Linked DNA regions of Mus musculus: all the other regions are linked to region 3. The links are chromatin contacts, called in public Hi-C maps. All regions are on one chromosome and are shown on one strand. The core of a region is the stretch at or near the end of the contact, and the rest is flanking DNA. Distances in the headings are between cores, read along the strand shown.

Evidence for each region. Hi-C and Micro-C count contacts between places; a contact is called where the count stands out from the background.
Region 1: a contact with region 3 is called in a Hi-C map of the N1E-115 cell line, with 5 times the contacts expected there. A contact is called at or near these places in 1 of 484 Hi-C or Micro-C datasets (the N1E-115 cell line) and 1 of 130 datasets of targeted methods (astrocytes).
Region 2: a contact with region 3 is called in a Hi-C map of the N1E-115 cell line, with 7 times the contacts expected there. A contact is called at or near these places in 1 of 484 Hi-C or Micro-C datasets (the N1E-115 cell line), 1 of 130 datasets of targeted methods (bone marrow-derived dendritic cells) and 1 of 9 other capture datasets (embryonic stem cells).

The regions. Positions count from the first base shown.
Region 1 is chr19:15,325,223-15,327,922 of GRCm38.p6, forward strand. All of the region lies in intron 3 of Gm46645 (a long non-coding RNA gene), which reads right to left. Among named protein-coding and RNA genes, the nearest start is that of Gm46645, 14 kb to the right of the region's middle.
Region 2 is chr19:14,954,762-14,957,461 of GRCm38.p6, forward strand. No RefSeq gene overlaps it. Among named protein-coding and RNA genes, the nearest start is that of Tle4, 360 kb to the left of the region's middle.
Region 3 is chr19:14,423,511-14,426,210 of GRCm38.p6, forward strand. All of the region lies in intron 2 of Gm8630 (predicted gene 8630), which reads right to left. Among named protein-coding and RNA genes, the nearest start is that of Gm8630, 11 kb to the right of the region's middle.

The DNA.
Region 1 (2,700 bases), core at 94-2,593, 900 kb after region 3:
AAACAAAATAAACAGATTTACACACCATCAGAAACATCTCCACTCCTTTACTGTGTTCATTCAAGTCTGTGTGGGCACATATATAATGACAAGTACCAGAACTGTGGGAGGTTCTAGACCTGTAAGAGGACTGTTTGATTCTTTGTAAATAGACATGGGACTGGGTTGGGGATAGGGATTTTGATGTGCCTCGTAATCCTCTCAACTGCTGATGCATAAATGCATAAACTCACACCGAGTCATAATACATTTGAGAGGCTCTGGTAATTGTCTAAGAAGGGAAATAAATAGGCTTGGGAATAAATCTGGTTTTTAAATAATTTAGTTACATAAGCTTTTAATGGATTATATTTTTATAAGGACTAATACTTGTAAAATTTTTGCTTTTAGCAAATTATGCATCATTTGAACACACAGGCTGATGCTTAATAAGAATTAGAATTATATTTTGCTTGTTATATAAGTAAGTATCTTGTTACATGCCTGTTTAATGCTTGCAAAGCATTCCAAACAATCTCTTTAGAATAAGAGTCTAATTACACATTTATCATTAAAATTACAGTGAGCTAATTGCCTTGGAGATATCTTTATCTCTCTTGCAGCTTGCTTAATCCTAATGCATGTTTTCAATAATCATTTGTTATTTAATTAACTAATTAACAAACAATACCTGTCCTATGGAAAATCCTAAATTAAACACTTGAGATGCTTTAATTGAATGCTCAATAACCCAATACAGCCCTTAATATTAGACCTTTAAATATTGCAAAGATTCTATTGAATCACACATTACTTTGCTCCTGTTATCTTTGGGGCTTAATTGGTAGGGGAGGAAAGGGCACTTGATAATACACAAGGGATATCCAGCACAGCAAGGTTCTGATGAAACAGAAAATACCCATTAATAGCTGTTGAGGGAAAGCAGGCCAGCCATACAGCCAGCAACAGAAGCAGGCCATTCATTTAGAGTATCAATGTCTTTGTTCCCTAGAATTAAGAAGCATAGTTTGGATGATAATCAGAAACAGGGCCCCAAATTAGCAGTCTGTGACAAAAAGCAGACATCTATGATGTCCTGGTCCCCACCCCACACTGTACTCAGTATGGCTCTGAGCATATCTGGTGCATGGTATTTCCTCCTGTGGCATACAACCATTTGATGACAGACTCAGATATTCCTTTGTATCGTGATGTCTCATGTTTACTTTTCTTGAGTTCATCCCTTCCAGTTTAGCATGGGAAGTGCTGCTGAGGATACCCAACAGTACAGTTCTAATTACTAGCATCCTCCTGATGCCCCCTACACTTCCTGATCATTTCCTCTCACCTCCTTGATGTTTGCAGCTTTCAGTATCATCTTTCCTTCCTACCAACATCCTCGCATCGCTGGCCTTCTGTACCTGTGCCTCTCAATCTACAAATGTTATGGTTTTACCTGGTTACAGTCATCTACTTTGATCATTATTTGTCACTTTTTCTCAATGTCCCATGAACTCTTCAAGGGTACATCCTTCAAAGAATTATCTTCTGTTGAAATCTGTACTGAAACCTAAAGCCATCCTTTTCTCTGTCACCCCTATCTCCTCTATTTTACAAATATACAATAATTATAATTACATGCCCATCTTCTACCTTAAACTATAGAAATCAGAATTAAATACTTCGAAGAACAGACTGAAGTTTAGTAAATACAGTTTCAAATTCCTGCTTTACCATACACAAGCATTTGAACTTATACTTAAATATTTAATTTCTTCTTTCGTCAATTTCCACATCAGTAAAATGGGAAGAGTAATTGCATTTCATTCATAAGTTTATTCTGAGACTTGTGTTATATACCATATATACAGTACAAATAAACAGTGTCTCAGTCTCACATATGGAAAATTCCAAAGTCATTGCAAGTTTATTTTAATATCATTACATATCTTTATTATTGCATATGTTTTTGTGTCTAATACAGTTTATGACTGATGTGAAAATTTCTTCCGTAAGGGAAACATGAACATATCTACCACTTCCTCCTAAGTTCCTAACAATACCCTGATGTACACGCCCACCAAAATACACTCTAGGAAACCAAGGAGTTCATCAGGCTCCCTTCAGTGTAACGGGTGAGTGGTTATGGGCAGGAGTGTGGGCAACTTTAGATCAGCCACACAGGAAGGTCTTCACTCAGCATGGATTATGATTCTTCTGTTGAAACTTAAATGGAACCCCTCCCCCTAGTTGATCTCACACCCACCCTCTAACTCTTCTCTGAAAGCCTCTGAAAGTCAGAATTTCATACAACTGGATGGGAGGAGTGTTTGACTACTTGGGTTGAGGGTTTTAAGACCTTCCCACCCACTCTCCCGAGAAGGAAGACCAACAGTCAGCAAGCCCAGCTATGGTGATACTCTGCAATGATTATGCCTATTCTGATAAAGGTGGTGGCAGTTTTGCCTAGTGCATTGTTCCATACGTTAATGGCACAGTGTGTATGTGTGGGTTTAGTTAATGTTGCTATAAATTTATTTTCTGAATTATTATAGAAATCAATCACTGAAGTTATGTATTAAAACAGGAGATAAAACTTCGGCAGGAGTACAGAACTTTTTTACATATTTAAAATTACACCCTGTAGAGGAATGGAATCAGAGCACATGATGGGAGGTACATGATTAGAGAGCAAAGCAATATGATAGAAAGGTCAATTTA
Region 2 (2,700 bases), core at 155-2,654, 530 kb after region 3:
AGGAACCTAAAGATGGAGGAGCACTATACACCACTGCTCTGCTTGAAAACCAGTTTCCAACCTCATCCACAGCTGGGCAGGGCATGCCAAGGACACATTGTCATTAACTAGACACAGTGGGTCTGTGTGTCCAGGAATAAGTAGGTGGTGGGGCTTGGTGAATCTCATTTTCTTGCCGGTAAGTCAAGATATGTTTACCTGGCATTTTGATGGTGAAACAAAAGCTACAGAAGCACTCTTATGTAAACTTGGTATACTATTATATACTATTAAAGAAAGTGCAAATCTATCAGGAAGAATCTGAAACCCCTCCACCCCTACCCCCATGCAAGTGCCACAGACTGAAAGGACTGCCTGGGTAGGAGATCTTCCCTAGACAGTGATAGAGCTTTCCCCATCAATCTCCCTGCATCCCGGCTTCTGAAGATTGGCTGGCTCACCTTGTTAGTACACGGAGGAGACTGCTTCATGGCTCTTTGCCGGCTGTCTCCATATGACACAGCTCACAGAGTTATACCTCCCCAGCCAAAGCCTGTGCTTGCTCCTAGCTTAATAGCTGTCTGACAGAGCACCCTTTCTACAGCACAGCATCAAAAGTGTTCTTCCAAAGGTCAGACGCAATATGCCTGTGGTTAGCTCATTTGGATATGTAATCAGTTGTCTTCCCAGGGGAGGCAGGTAAGAAGTTTTGTGAGAGGACCTCCTCTCGCTTGCTGTAGTAAAAACATTTCTTAATATTTTAAAAGTGCCTTTACAAACATGAATTTTAATGCATCCCACCGAGCTTTTCTAAGCCCGGTGTTTCTCTGATGACTGTCATCCACCCTTATCCTCTGCTACCTATAGTGACTAGGCACCATCGCACTACATTTTGCCCACCTTCCTGGGTTCACATTTTCTTCTGAAAGTGTTGAGGTTTCTATTGTCAATGTTATGTTTCCCTACTTTTGCTCTGCTGAATACATCTATGATTTTTTTTTTCACAAAGAATAAAACAATTCCTCACAACAGAGGCCCTACTTTCTTGTTTCTGACACTATTTATTATAATTTTGTATGCTTCATCTAGTATACACATTTTACATTTTCTTTCCTTTCTTCTTGTTTCCAGAGCTTGCTTCCTAGAGCAGAGTTAGATACAGACATTCTCAACTAAGACACTTTGGAGAGGGCTTTGCGCAAGCACTTTTTAAGAATTTGGTTAAAAATGTAGTCACTCTGCCTTTAGGTTTAGGTTAAGCCACATCATTGCTGCTAGTGAATCAGTCATATGATATTTCTGCCACTGTTCTGAGCTCTAGGGTTTCAACCTCTGCCAGGCTTCATCTCCCTATGTTCCTGTCATTACCACACCACCAGACCAACGGCTTTCCCGTGAGCAGTAGTGAAGCTTCACCATTCTGTGGTTATGTCCTTTCATTCCCACCCCCCTTTTTTCCCCTCTAAATCTCCTATTGTGCAACAAAATGCTAACGTTACATTACAATCATCCTCACTGGAGTTTGACACTGGCAATGCTGACAGAGTTAAAGATAACTTTGTAAAGCCTTCTCATGAAACTTGGACCACAATTTTTATAAAATGGGGGGAAAATCACTCTTAGCTAAGAGGTAGGAAAGAGCAGCTTTTTTTCCTTTGAAAGGACTTTTCAGTAGTTTTAATAACAAGCCGTTCTGGGCCTTTGCTATTGTGTCTGAGAGGCAGCAGTATCCCTCACTTCTGCCTTCTGAGCTTGAACAGTGTCACTTGAATTCAATTAAGTACAGCCCTCCGGTTACTTTTATCTCAGGGTCAGCTTCTAATTGCAGGGATTGTAGCCAAGCTTCTTCCCAGCCCCCGCTGCTCTGTGACAGCTAAGGCCATAGTGTGACACAGCAGAAAGCTGGTGGCTGTGGCTGTGAGGAAGGACAGAGGTGAGCATCCTGGCTGTCAACCTGTTTCTATAAGTAAACTGCTCTTCAGAGTCTGTTCTAGTTACTGTAATCCTAGAAGACAGAAACCAGTGTGAAGATGTTCTATTTATTTATGGTAAGGTAGAACACCACCACCTCACTTACGAATAAAACCCAGCTAGCAGTCTTGCTGGACTGATGACCACCAGAACACAGACCACAGTCTCTTGAATATTGAAAACTAGGTAGGCAAGCCACAGCTGGGTGAATGTTGGCGCACAGATTAGGACGCTCTCACGTTTAATCCTGAAATGCACGTACCTCATAACTGCCATGTGTGCTCCAGTGATTAGAATTCACCCAGGTGAAGAAGGCAACTGAATTGTGTGGGGGCACTGGCTTCCCACCTGTCTGCAAGTGTGCAGGAACACCAGAGGCACTGGTTAAAGTACAAATGCTCAAAGGATCGAAGACTGGTGCAAGTGCAAGAGAACAAGGAGCCTGTCTTCCCTGAAACCCCGCTGCCACCTCCACCCCCCTGCACTATCCCTGCAGCCCTGGAGACTTTCAATTGTGTTCTTAATCATGCTCCTTGAGACTGAGTAGGGGACCTTGTAATTCTCTGTATGAGTCAGGATCACAGACAGGCTTTTTCCTGAGCATTTAATGAAATGACGGAATACAAAGAAGTGAGCAGAGTTAAGGGGAACAAGCCTGCGGGTGACGCCACACCCTTGTGCTCAGACTGGTGGGAGGCCATTCTCCATCTCAGAATCAGCGTCAGAGCAAGGAGTATGTCGGGGAGGAGC
Region 3 (2,700 bases), core at 46-2,545:
AGGTCATTGTTTACTTGTTTAGTATTATTCAAGCAAAAATTTCTTGTTTATATTTTTCTTGAACTTGCTTTTTAAACATGTTTTTAAATTATGTGTACATGTGTATCTGCATTTGTACATGTTATACACATGCTCAACATATGTGTAGGTGTCTAGAGTCCAGAAGACAGTGTTAGATTGCTGTTAAGCTGGAGTTACAGGCAATTGCACTGCCAAACATGGGTACTGGGACCCAAAACAGGGCCTCCAGAAAAGCAGTGAGTGGTATCAATCCCTGTACTATCTCTGCAGTCCCATGAAACTTTCTGTTTAATCTAATCTTTTGTTTTCAGCGTCATGCATGCTTGGCCTATGTCGCTGCATTTAAGTCGTTTTTGCTACAGTAGTATATTCCATTATATGAATCAAATACCACACAATAGTCATTTGGAGTTTCTGTTTGAGCATTTTGCTATTAGAAATTACATTAACGAAAAGATTCTTGTCTCAATTCTAGTATACCTATACAATAATGCCCTAATATACCTAGCTAAGAGGGGGAAATGCCCAGCTGTATTCATGAGTTCCACTTTATAAGATGAAATTGTCTTTACAAACTTTCTGAACCAAATCACATCATCACCAGCTGATAGGAAACTTCTCTTTGTAGCACATTTTCACTAATACTTGATGCTCTTGGAATTTATACTCTGGAGCCTGGTGGTATAAAATGGGATTGCAGCATGTTTTCAATTTGTATTTCCTTTAGGGCATACTTTAATCATGTATGAACTTAAGAAACCAATCTTCGAAAACATAACAATTCATCATGGCTCCTCCTTAAGAACCAGGCAAGCTTCTCTTCTTAGAGAACGTGTGTGTGTGTGTGTGTGTGTGTGTGTGTGTGTGTGTGTGTGTGTGTCAGAGCCCTAATTATTCATTAGACGTTAGCCGTTAGAAGATAGCAGAGGCCTTAGGCTACTGTTTGTAAGATAAACAGCAGTTCTTAAGCGGCTCCTTTTAGTTGATCGTATTATTAGCCAAAGCCATGGGAAGGCAAATACATTTCAGAGGAATCGTAAATATTTCTTTTATCTTTCCAGATAAAGACATTTAGCATGAGTCCTAATGCACAGGCTGAGCCATACACAATTTATAGCAGAAGAGGGCTTGAAACACTTTTGTGTAAACAAGCGTAGATCGTTTTTTAAAGGTTGCTAAAAGGCGGTGTGGCAAGGGAGCTGCTCCCTCTGAGACCAGCTCTGGTCAGTGTCAGAGCCCTTCCCACTAGCAAAGCTGCTCCATTAAGCACTGTTCTCATCTCTGCAACCCTTACTTTCATGTAATGTTTACATCATTGACACCTCCTCTTAGTGAGTCCCTAATATAAACAGAGGCTGTAACAAGCTGTAATGTATTTAACAAGATTTTAAAAGACCCGACTCTGGAACAAGGACAGCCAAACGGGGAAGAGATTAAAGCCAAAGTTTTACAACATCTCTGTCTCCGGTGACAAAAACAACTTCACGATTTATGTCCAGGAGAGAGACAGTCTCCTTGTGTTTATTCATAAATTAAAATTTGATGGACTCCAAATGTGCTCTGATCAGCCAAAGTCGGCAACCTAACCTTTTAGCAGAAAATTATAAACCCAGATTATAAACTCGGGAGATGTGGGAACAAACTTGCTTTAAATCCATAATACCAACACAGTAGCGGGAAACTAGGCCGGGATATGTGATAAGTAAGTCGATGGAATTCACTATCTTGATAGAAAAAAAAAAGTGCACTTTACAGATTAACACCTTGCTTGATGCAGTTCAGCTGAAGGGGGCAGTGTAATATGTGTGCAGTAACTTTCTGACCAACCTGGATGCATATGTGACTTCTGGTTGTGTCTCGTTCCCTTGAGTGAGGCTGCCTCAAGGGCCATTGTGGGTCAGGAGTCCAGGGCACTAGAGAGGTACCATCCAGGTTAGGGCTTCTCAAAGGAGGTCTGTGGGCTGCGTGTGGTGGCCACACTTATCAGCCTCTGATAAGAAAGGTTGCTGAGTTCAGAAGACATGTTTCCGACTTACAGAAATTGGACTCAGCTACGACAGGCTGGCAAGCAAGCAAATCACTGGCTTTGCCTTGTGGAATCAGAAGCTTTGATAAAGGCTCTACCAGAGGAAAAAATTATAAAAGTGAGAGGGGAAAACCCAGAAAGTGTATCTCAATCTCTGTCTCTACAGTCTAGAAAGCAGAAGGCCTGTGTTCCTGTTAAAAGGCAGGCGTTTTTGTTTTTAATTGACAAAACGGTATATATTTATGGGGCACAGCGTTTTGTTCAGATGTACTGTGGAACGATTAAACCAAAGGAACTAACAGGCCCACTTACTGATTTACTGTTGACAACATTTAAAATCTCCTATTAGCAGTTTGGGAATAGTCACACTACTCTAAACTCTGGTGAGCTGGCTCTAAGGTAGGGCTCTACCTAAGACACATCTGCCTAACTGCATGAACTCAGCCCTTGTGCCTCCCTGACCTCCGCTGACTGCACGCTGCTCTCTCGAACGCCTAATCAGCATGCTTAGATTCCACAAAGATGTGAACTCACCGGATACCCATCTGACTGTGCTTGGCTTGTTTTACTTAACAGAACACCATCTAGCTTCATCCAAGTTGTCCCAAAACATGAAAAAGCTTCTCTTGTTTTTATGGCAGAACACTATTGTG